2 separate regions of the Bos taurus genome follow, and region 2 is linked to region 1. Evidence: chromatin contacts called from public Hi-C data. All regions are on one chromosome and are shown on one strand. Each heading gives the region's core, a stretch centred on a gene start, on an enhancer-like site or on the middle of the called end of the contact. The rest is flanking DNA. Distances are from core to core; before and after follow the strand shown.

The links. Hi-C and Micro-C count contacts between places; a contact is called where the count stands out from the background.
Region 2: a contact with region 1 is called in a Hi-C map of an unstated tissue, with 5 times the contacts expected there. The contact joins the promoter of CALM2 here to the enhancer-like site in region 1. A contact is called at or near these places in 2 of 11 Hi-C or Micro-C datasets (skin fibroblasts and an unstated tissue).

The regions. Positions count from the first base shown.
Region 1 is chr11:29,447,298-29,451,098 of ARS-UCD2.0, forward strand. The region is part of intron 5 of TTC7A (tetratricopeptide repeat domain 7A); the gene reads left to right. Among named protein-coding and RNA genes, the nearest start is that of TTC7A, 44 kb to the left of the region's middle. Within about 2 kb of position 2,209, at least 12 of the 102 cell types and tissues checked have an H3K27ac peak or open chromatin away from gene starts, as enhancers often do.
Region 2 is chr11:29,592,919-29,596,389 of ARS-UCD2.0, forward strand. It overlaps CALM2 (calmodulin 2), which reads right to left and starts at 1,396. Exons shown (of 6, transcript NM_001242587.1): 1 at 1,318-1,396. The coding sequence starts at 1,320. It overlaps LOC132346567 (a long non-coding RNA gene), which reads left to right and starts at 1,480. Exons shown (of 6, transcript XR_009496415.1): 1 at 1,480-2,097.

The sequences.
Region 1 (3,801 bases), core at 959-3,458:
AGGGCAGGAGACGGATGGCTCAAGGGGGCATCCAGGGAGCAGAGTCACCCAAGGGCAAAACCCAGGAGAGCCTCCTGGTGGTCACGGAAGAGACCTCTTTAGGCAAAGGGAGAACTTGGAGGCCCATCAGAGAAGGCACATCCTTCCAGCCTCTCTCAATGCACAGTCTTTACTTATTGTCCTTACCACCACCCATCCCCGACCTCGCTAGAACAGTCCCCTTGCTTGGATGTCCTCAGGGCCCTGCACGAAGTGTCACAGTCTTTTTCTGGGGTTGAGAGTGAAGAGGAGAGCTTTAGTTTTTGAAAATGATGATGTGGTTCTGTGGCAGGAAGGAGTAGCTTGATAACCATTTGAACTTCACCTGACCCTGTCTTCTGGTTCAGTTCTCCAGCTGTTGAGACCTGGCTGTGCATTTCTGGGTCTTTGACCAGAAACATCTCATACACGATTAGCAGTGCCAGCCCTGAAACAGAGACTTCTGGCCGGGGCCATGCATACCAGAGCCTGTTTAGGTTCCATTCAGTGGTAATTCCATGTATTTTCTCATTCCCTGTTTCTCATTCTCTCCCTCAAGAAAATTTGTTGAGCACCCTACTGTATGCAAAATATTTTGCTAAGCTCTTGAATAAATCAGGAGCATGGCTAAATTTATAGACCATGAGCTCCTTACGTGCAAGCCCATAAATGAGCTATTCATTTATCATCAGTCTCTTAATTCATTCCCCCTGTACTAGTTGGATGCCTGTTGAGAACAGGTAGTTGGTGTTCAGTATCCAGTTCAGTTCTGTCACTCAGCTGTGTCCGACTCTTTGCAACCCCATGGACTGCAGCGCTCCAGGCTTCCCTGTCCATCACCAGCTCCCGGAGCTTGCTCAAACTCATGTCCATTGAGTCGGACAATATCCAGGTACTTGGTATGCCGTGAGCCCTTTGAAAAGACTTAGTCGAGGGAGTCCTGGAGGTCAGATAGCCAGGAAAGGGAAGTGTAACTGTGCCAAGTCAGAACACCGTTGTCTTTCTGGAGGGTCTGGTTAGCTAGAAGGGAGTGAAATCTGAATCCCTTGGTGCCTGCAGGGAGCCCACCTTTTCCATTGCGTGAGTGATGGCCTGAAAAGGCAGGCGTCTTCAGGGCTTTAATTTTCCCCTTGGAGAATGGATGGATTTATTCCACAATAATTTCTTGAGTGCCTCCTGTGTTCCAAGCATTGAGCTGGTACCCAGAAATATGAAGCTTCCCTCACCAACCTCATTAGAAGTTGCAAAGACTGAATGAGATAAAGTGCTTTCCAAAATCCTCCCCACTGCTTGCTGTTGACCAGGGGCCCTGGGGAGCTTGCCACCTCCTTGCATAGCCCACCTGCAGGCCACTCTAAGACAGGTTGTTTCCGTTGACCCATGACTGCACGCACATCTCTTTCTCTCTGCTCCTGACCAGCCAGGGTTTGCTTGAGTTGGAATCCATGGCCTCCTGGCTTGTCTGCATGCAGCCTGATTCTGGGCCAGGGTTTGTTGGAGGCTCCTGATTGGATATTGTTTAAAGTGGCAGCTTTGCTCAGAAAGGTCAATGTGAGAGATTGGAACAAAGAGATCTTTCAAACTGGCCTCTCACGGGGTTCAGAAAAGTCCCAGCTCTACCTGGCATCATCAGTTTAGACCTGCGACAGGATTATTCAGGCTGGTGGGAGAGACCCCAGCTTGTTTCCCATTTCCTGGAGGGGTGAGCTGAGGGAGAGGGGCATTCCTGACATTTCAGAACAGATCAGCATTGGCCAGGAGCCTGGGTCTCTCCCTGTCTAGCTCCGGCCACCGGAACCTTTGTCGGTTTTTCTCTTTATCTGCATTCAATAAAAATTGGAACTTACCCAAAAGATGCCTAAGGGTGATTACTTTGCTAAAAAATTCTTGGAAGCTTATTTAGATGCCCAGTTCCCTTACAGATTTGAAAACAATAAAAATATACAACTTTGGGAGCACAAGATCTTGTTAAAATACAGTGCTTATTCCTAAATTGTGTGTGTATTGGGAGAAACAGGATCCCTGGGAGTCTGCATTTCTCCCAAATCCCCAGGCAATGCCAGTACTGCTGACCTGGGAGTACTTTCTGAGTGTTGATGATATAGAAACTACAGGCAGAGAGAGGACAGTCCTTGCCTTGCAGTGGGAAGAAGGGATCATAGTCCTTGTTGGCTCTGGCCTCCTGGTAGCAGCCTTGGCCAGGCTGCCAGGGAGGAGGCTGGCAGGTAGCCCACAGAGTGGAAAATCACCCACAGGTCCGGGGCACTCCTGGCTTCTTCTGGGCCAAAGGGGCCCTGGGCAGCCCCAGGGTCCAGCCTTCCTCAGCCTGTGGCCCAGCTGCTCCAGCAGAGCTCTCCCGCAGCTGAGTTCCCAGAGCCAGCCGTTTCCTGTCTTCTGAGAATTCATGCGTCTTTTCTCACTCTTCTAATAGTGGTGGCCGTGTGGTTTTCCTCTCAGCTGCCCCTGCTGTCCACCTCTGGGTCCTTCTCCAAGGCAGAGTCCTCAGTGGGCTTGAAGGGCTTCTGCTGCAGACTCTTGCTTTCGGGCTTGGGGCTCCCAGCCTGTCCCTGGGTGTGGTCTGCCTATCAGGGAGTCCTGTTCTTGTGTCCCCTGTGGGCGGGGCTGATGGAAGGAGAAAGATGGACACAAAACTGGAGCAGCCCCTTGGGTACTTCCTCCCCCTCTACTCATTAGCTTCTGAACTTCCGTGCAAAATAATGTGGCAAATTAAAACATAAGTAATGTGACCTTTAGGACCCAGATTAGAAAGGAAAATAGGGAAGATAGCTAATACTCAGTAAGTCTATACCACATGCCTGCTGTCCTCAGGGCTTCACATATATTCGTCTTCCTGACAGCACTGGGAGCAAATGAGGAATCCTCCTGCAGACAGGGAGACTAGAAGTCAGATTGGCTACCTCACTTTCCTAAGATTGCAGATTTAGGATCTGGCTGCAAAGCCAGGGTTTCCATGTCAGGTTGTTCCTCCTGGAACCTGATTGCTTAGCATAGGAGAACTGGAAGGCATTGAGGAATCGACTAAATCAGTGGTTCCCAAACTTGAATGTCATTGGGACCCTCTTGGAGTTTGATAGAACATGGATTGCTGGACTCCACAGCAGAATTTCTGACCCAGCAGATCTGGAGTAGGGATCCTCAGAATTTGCATTTCTAACAAGTTCCCCTGATGCTAATGCCGCTGGTCCCACCTTAATACCTCTAGTGGCACACAAATGGCTGTAAGTGATACACGGACTAAGGTTTTTAAAGTACTTCTGAAAAAAAAAAGTACTTCTGTATGTAATATTTGTTAGCAAAAAAGAAATGCGAAACCTGAAGCCAAACAACTTGTACACCAAATCCATGATTTCAGGTATGTTTGATGAAGGTGGGATGTCTACTGAAGTAAAAAGAAAGAAGATATTAAGAAAAGTATTGCACAAAGCAGTAACACTAATGGTGTACAGCTAGTAGCCAAAAGTGTGGATGTGGCATGTAGATGATAGGAGTCTGGGAGATGCTGTTTGAAACTGAAGGTGTGACTTTATAGAGGAGGGGGGCTGTGCGCAGTCCCCTGAAGGTGAACTCTGCCTTCAGTAGCAGCCCCCAGACAAGAAGTCTCTAAGGAGCCTGTGGTGCCCTGTGCTTCATGCCCTTCCTGGCTCTTCAGAAGCTCTGGACAGACTAGGGAAGATTGCTGTGATTCTTATTCTATCTCCCAGGTCTTAGTCTCCATTGTCAATCTTACAAACGGGGATCAAAATTTATAATGTTGCTTGCTTG
Region 2 (3,471 bases), core at 146-2,645, 140 kb after region 1:
GTCTCAAGTGACAGGAAAATGCTTTAAAAAAATCCCGTCCCCCAATATACTCTTCTATCACCATAGTCTTTGACAATCATTAATGTACAAATGAATTAAACCTCACTTAAAAGATGACCTGGCATTTTCGCTACGGAAATAGGGAGTTATTTTCAAGGGTGTTGGTGCGGGGCAATAGTGTTAATGGATCTTAAACATTTCAACGTGCACGTGAGCACTCAAAAGAGGACTGTGGCCCCTGTTAAAGGCATCCTTCCGATTGTTACTAGAGGGTAAGATCGACTTTGGCATCAGAACGGGAGTCATCCCGGAGCGGGCTTTCGGTGAGTGAATAGAAAAACGCCTTTCAAAAGCCAGCTGGAGTCTCTGGCTTTCTCTAACGAGATGCGCAGTGCGAGGCTGCGCCTGACTTCAGATATAGTCATTTCCTTCAATGACAAAACCACTTGAATTTTTTTTAGAATTATTTAGCCTGGGAAGTGGAATTAGGCCTCAAGGCCCATATGTAGCAAAAAGATCAGTATTCACCGAGCTTCCTCCTCGCCGCCGGGGGTGGGGGATGGGAATCGGACGAGGCTGCCCTCCCCAAACTTTGCCCGACCGGACGACCCCGCAGCGCCGCGGGACGCCCAGACCTCCGCAGTCCCGCAGGTGCCAGCGCAGCAGCTGGGGCTCGAGCCGGGTCTGGCAAGCGACGGCCGCGGTCCCGAGCCCGCCCCGCCCCCGGCCGCTCCCCGCGGACTCGGCCCACTCAGCTAGTCCGCCCGCCCGCTCGCGCGCCCCCAGCTCCCTCCCGGCCCAGCACGCGGGGGCTGCGGGCTAACGGCGGCGCGGGCGCTCGCCCCGGGCCTCGCGCGCTCCCGCCCGCCCCCACGGCGCATGGCGGCCGCGCGCGGACAAAGGCGCTTCCTGGCGCCCGCACCAACCGTCCGTTGGGCTTTTGAATACGGCCCCTGGCTGACCTTTTGAGATGCCCGACCCAAGGCTTCTGCGCTCCCGCTCCTCCCGCCCTTCCACCCTCGCCTAACCCAGCTGCCCCCGCCCCGGCTCCATCCTCATCCAGCCTCTGAGGAGCTCCAAGGTCCCGGGGGCGCTGCGCCTGGCCCCCAGTACACCACGGGACACCTCCCTGAGGAGAGTGGGGGTGGGGGAGCACCTGCGACACAACCGCCGTGGACACCCCCAGCCTCTGGCGCACCATCCCCCTGGCGAAGACCACTCCTAGAGAGTGTGAGAAAGGCTAGTTCCCTTTCGTCCATTCGCTTCAGCCTCTTACCCCCTACAGGCCGAGCGCCCGCAGCTTAGCGACGCACTCACCATGCTGCAAGCGCTACCGGTCTCCGGGACGCAATCACACAACCACTCAGCTCGCTCGCTCCACTCGGACTAATTCTCCCCCTCCGCCCCCAGCGCCTCATAAACACCTCCCTCCGCCAGATCCCTCCGCCACACTTCAGATAACGGAACATCATAAACGAGTCCCGGCCAACCCCCTCCCCTCCAACGCCTCTCGAGACCCTTTTATCCACAATTATGTGATAGACGATGCAAAAGATAAAGGGAAGGGGACGAACGGATGACGTAACTGTGTTTCACTCCCTAGCGAGCCGTTGAAGAGCCGGTGGAGTGGCGCCTGAGAGGCGCTACTTTGCGGCGCGGAAGAGCATCGTAGTAACGACACGAAGCGCGATGATCGTTGAGCCCTCCTCTGATTGGCTGGTTCGTACCTGCAATGCGTCACTGGGGCTCGCAGCCGCTGCCGGGACGCGGTGCAGCTTCTGCCGTTGCGGCTCGGGCCGCGCTGTCCTGGCAACTGCGGTTGGCTGGAAAGCTTTCCTCCTCCACCCATCCTTCCTTGCTACATTTGCACGAACGCTTTCCCGCCCCGGTGTAGGGGGTCTACGAAAGTAGCGATTAAGAATGAAGCTGAAAGACCCAGTGAAACCCGTACCCCGCGCTCTTCATCTCAGCCTCGTTTATCCGCCTTATGGAGGCCACACGTTTACCATGTAACTCCCCCACAAAGCGAAAAGTGAAAATCACACAGTCGTGCCCGACTCTTTGTGACCCCATGGAATTCTCCAGGCCAGAATACAGGTATCTTTTTCCTTCCCCAGAGGATCTTCCCAGCCCAAGGACCGAACCCACGTCTCCGGCATTGCAGGCAGATTCTTTACCAGCTGAGCACACAAAGCCCATGAAAATCTTCGTAAAGGCGAATGCAGCTGTTTACCTGACTAATCCTAAAGAAACTTCCGTTGATACTTCCCCTTTCGTGGCTCAGACCGTAAAGCGTCTGCCTATAATGTGGGAGACCCGGGTTCAATCCCTGGGTCGGGAAGATCTCCTGGAGAAGGGAATGGCAACCCACTCCAGTATTCTTGGGCTTCCCTGGTGGCTCAGACGTTAAAGCGTCTGCTCGCAATGCGGGAGACCTGAGTTTGATCCCTTGGTTGGGAAGATCCCCTGGAGAAGGAAATGGCAACGCACTCCAGTCATGGACGGAGGAGCCTGGTGGGCTACAGTCCACGGGGTCACAAACAGTTGGACACGACTGAGCGACTTCACTTTGCCTTCATCATGCGGAGGAAAAAACGCAGTATACAAAATTCCAATAGCTCCTTGATACTGTGGAATAATAGGGTTCTGGCTTGGAGTGAGACCTGGGTATGAGTACTGGTTGGGTCACTTTTGTTAGATGTATGACCTTGGATGAGTCATTTAATCTTTAGCCTTATTTGTAAAATGGAGGTTACAATACCTATCTTGAAAGGTTATAAGAATTAGAATCATATAAAGATTAGCATCTAGGTAAAGTGTTGAAGTACCTGGTACAGGGTAGGCACACAGTGGTTACTATAATAAAACCATAGTATTGTGTATATGTGATCATACTGAGTTTCCTAATGAATTTGCCCTTTTGAGTCTTTAATCTCTCAGGTTTAAATGAACATTTTTGAAGCCACATAGAAATTAGCTCTGAAATTGGCATCCTTGTGCACTGTTGGTGGGAATGTAAAACGGTACAGCCGCTTTGGAAAATAACATGGCAGTTCCTTAAAAAATTAAAAATAGAATTACCATATGATCCAGCAATTGTGCTTCTTGGTATATACTCAAAAGAACTGAAAGCAGGATCTTAGAGATATTGTTACACCCATGTTCATGGCACTATTCAAGACAGCTAAAATGTAGAAGGGATCCAAGTGTTCATCAGCAGATGAATGGATAAGCAAAATGTGGTATACATCTGTTGTACATAAATGGCATACTATTTGGCCTTAAAAATGCTGCAATATGCCACAGCATGAATGAACTTCAATGACATTATGCTAAGTGAAATAAGTCACAAAAAGTCACATACTGTATGATTCCGTTTATTTGAGGTATTTGGAATAGTCAAAAATCACAGAAACAGAAAGTAGAATGATGGTTGTCAGGGAAAGGGGGAACAAGGAGTTATTGTTTAAT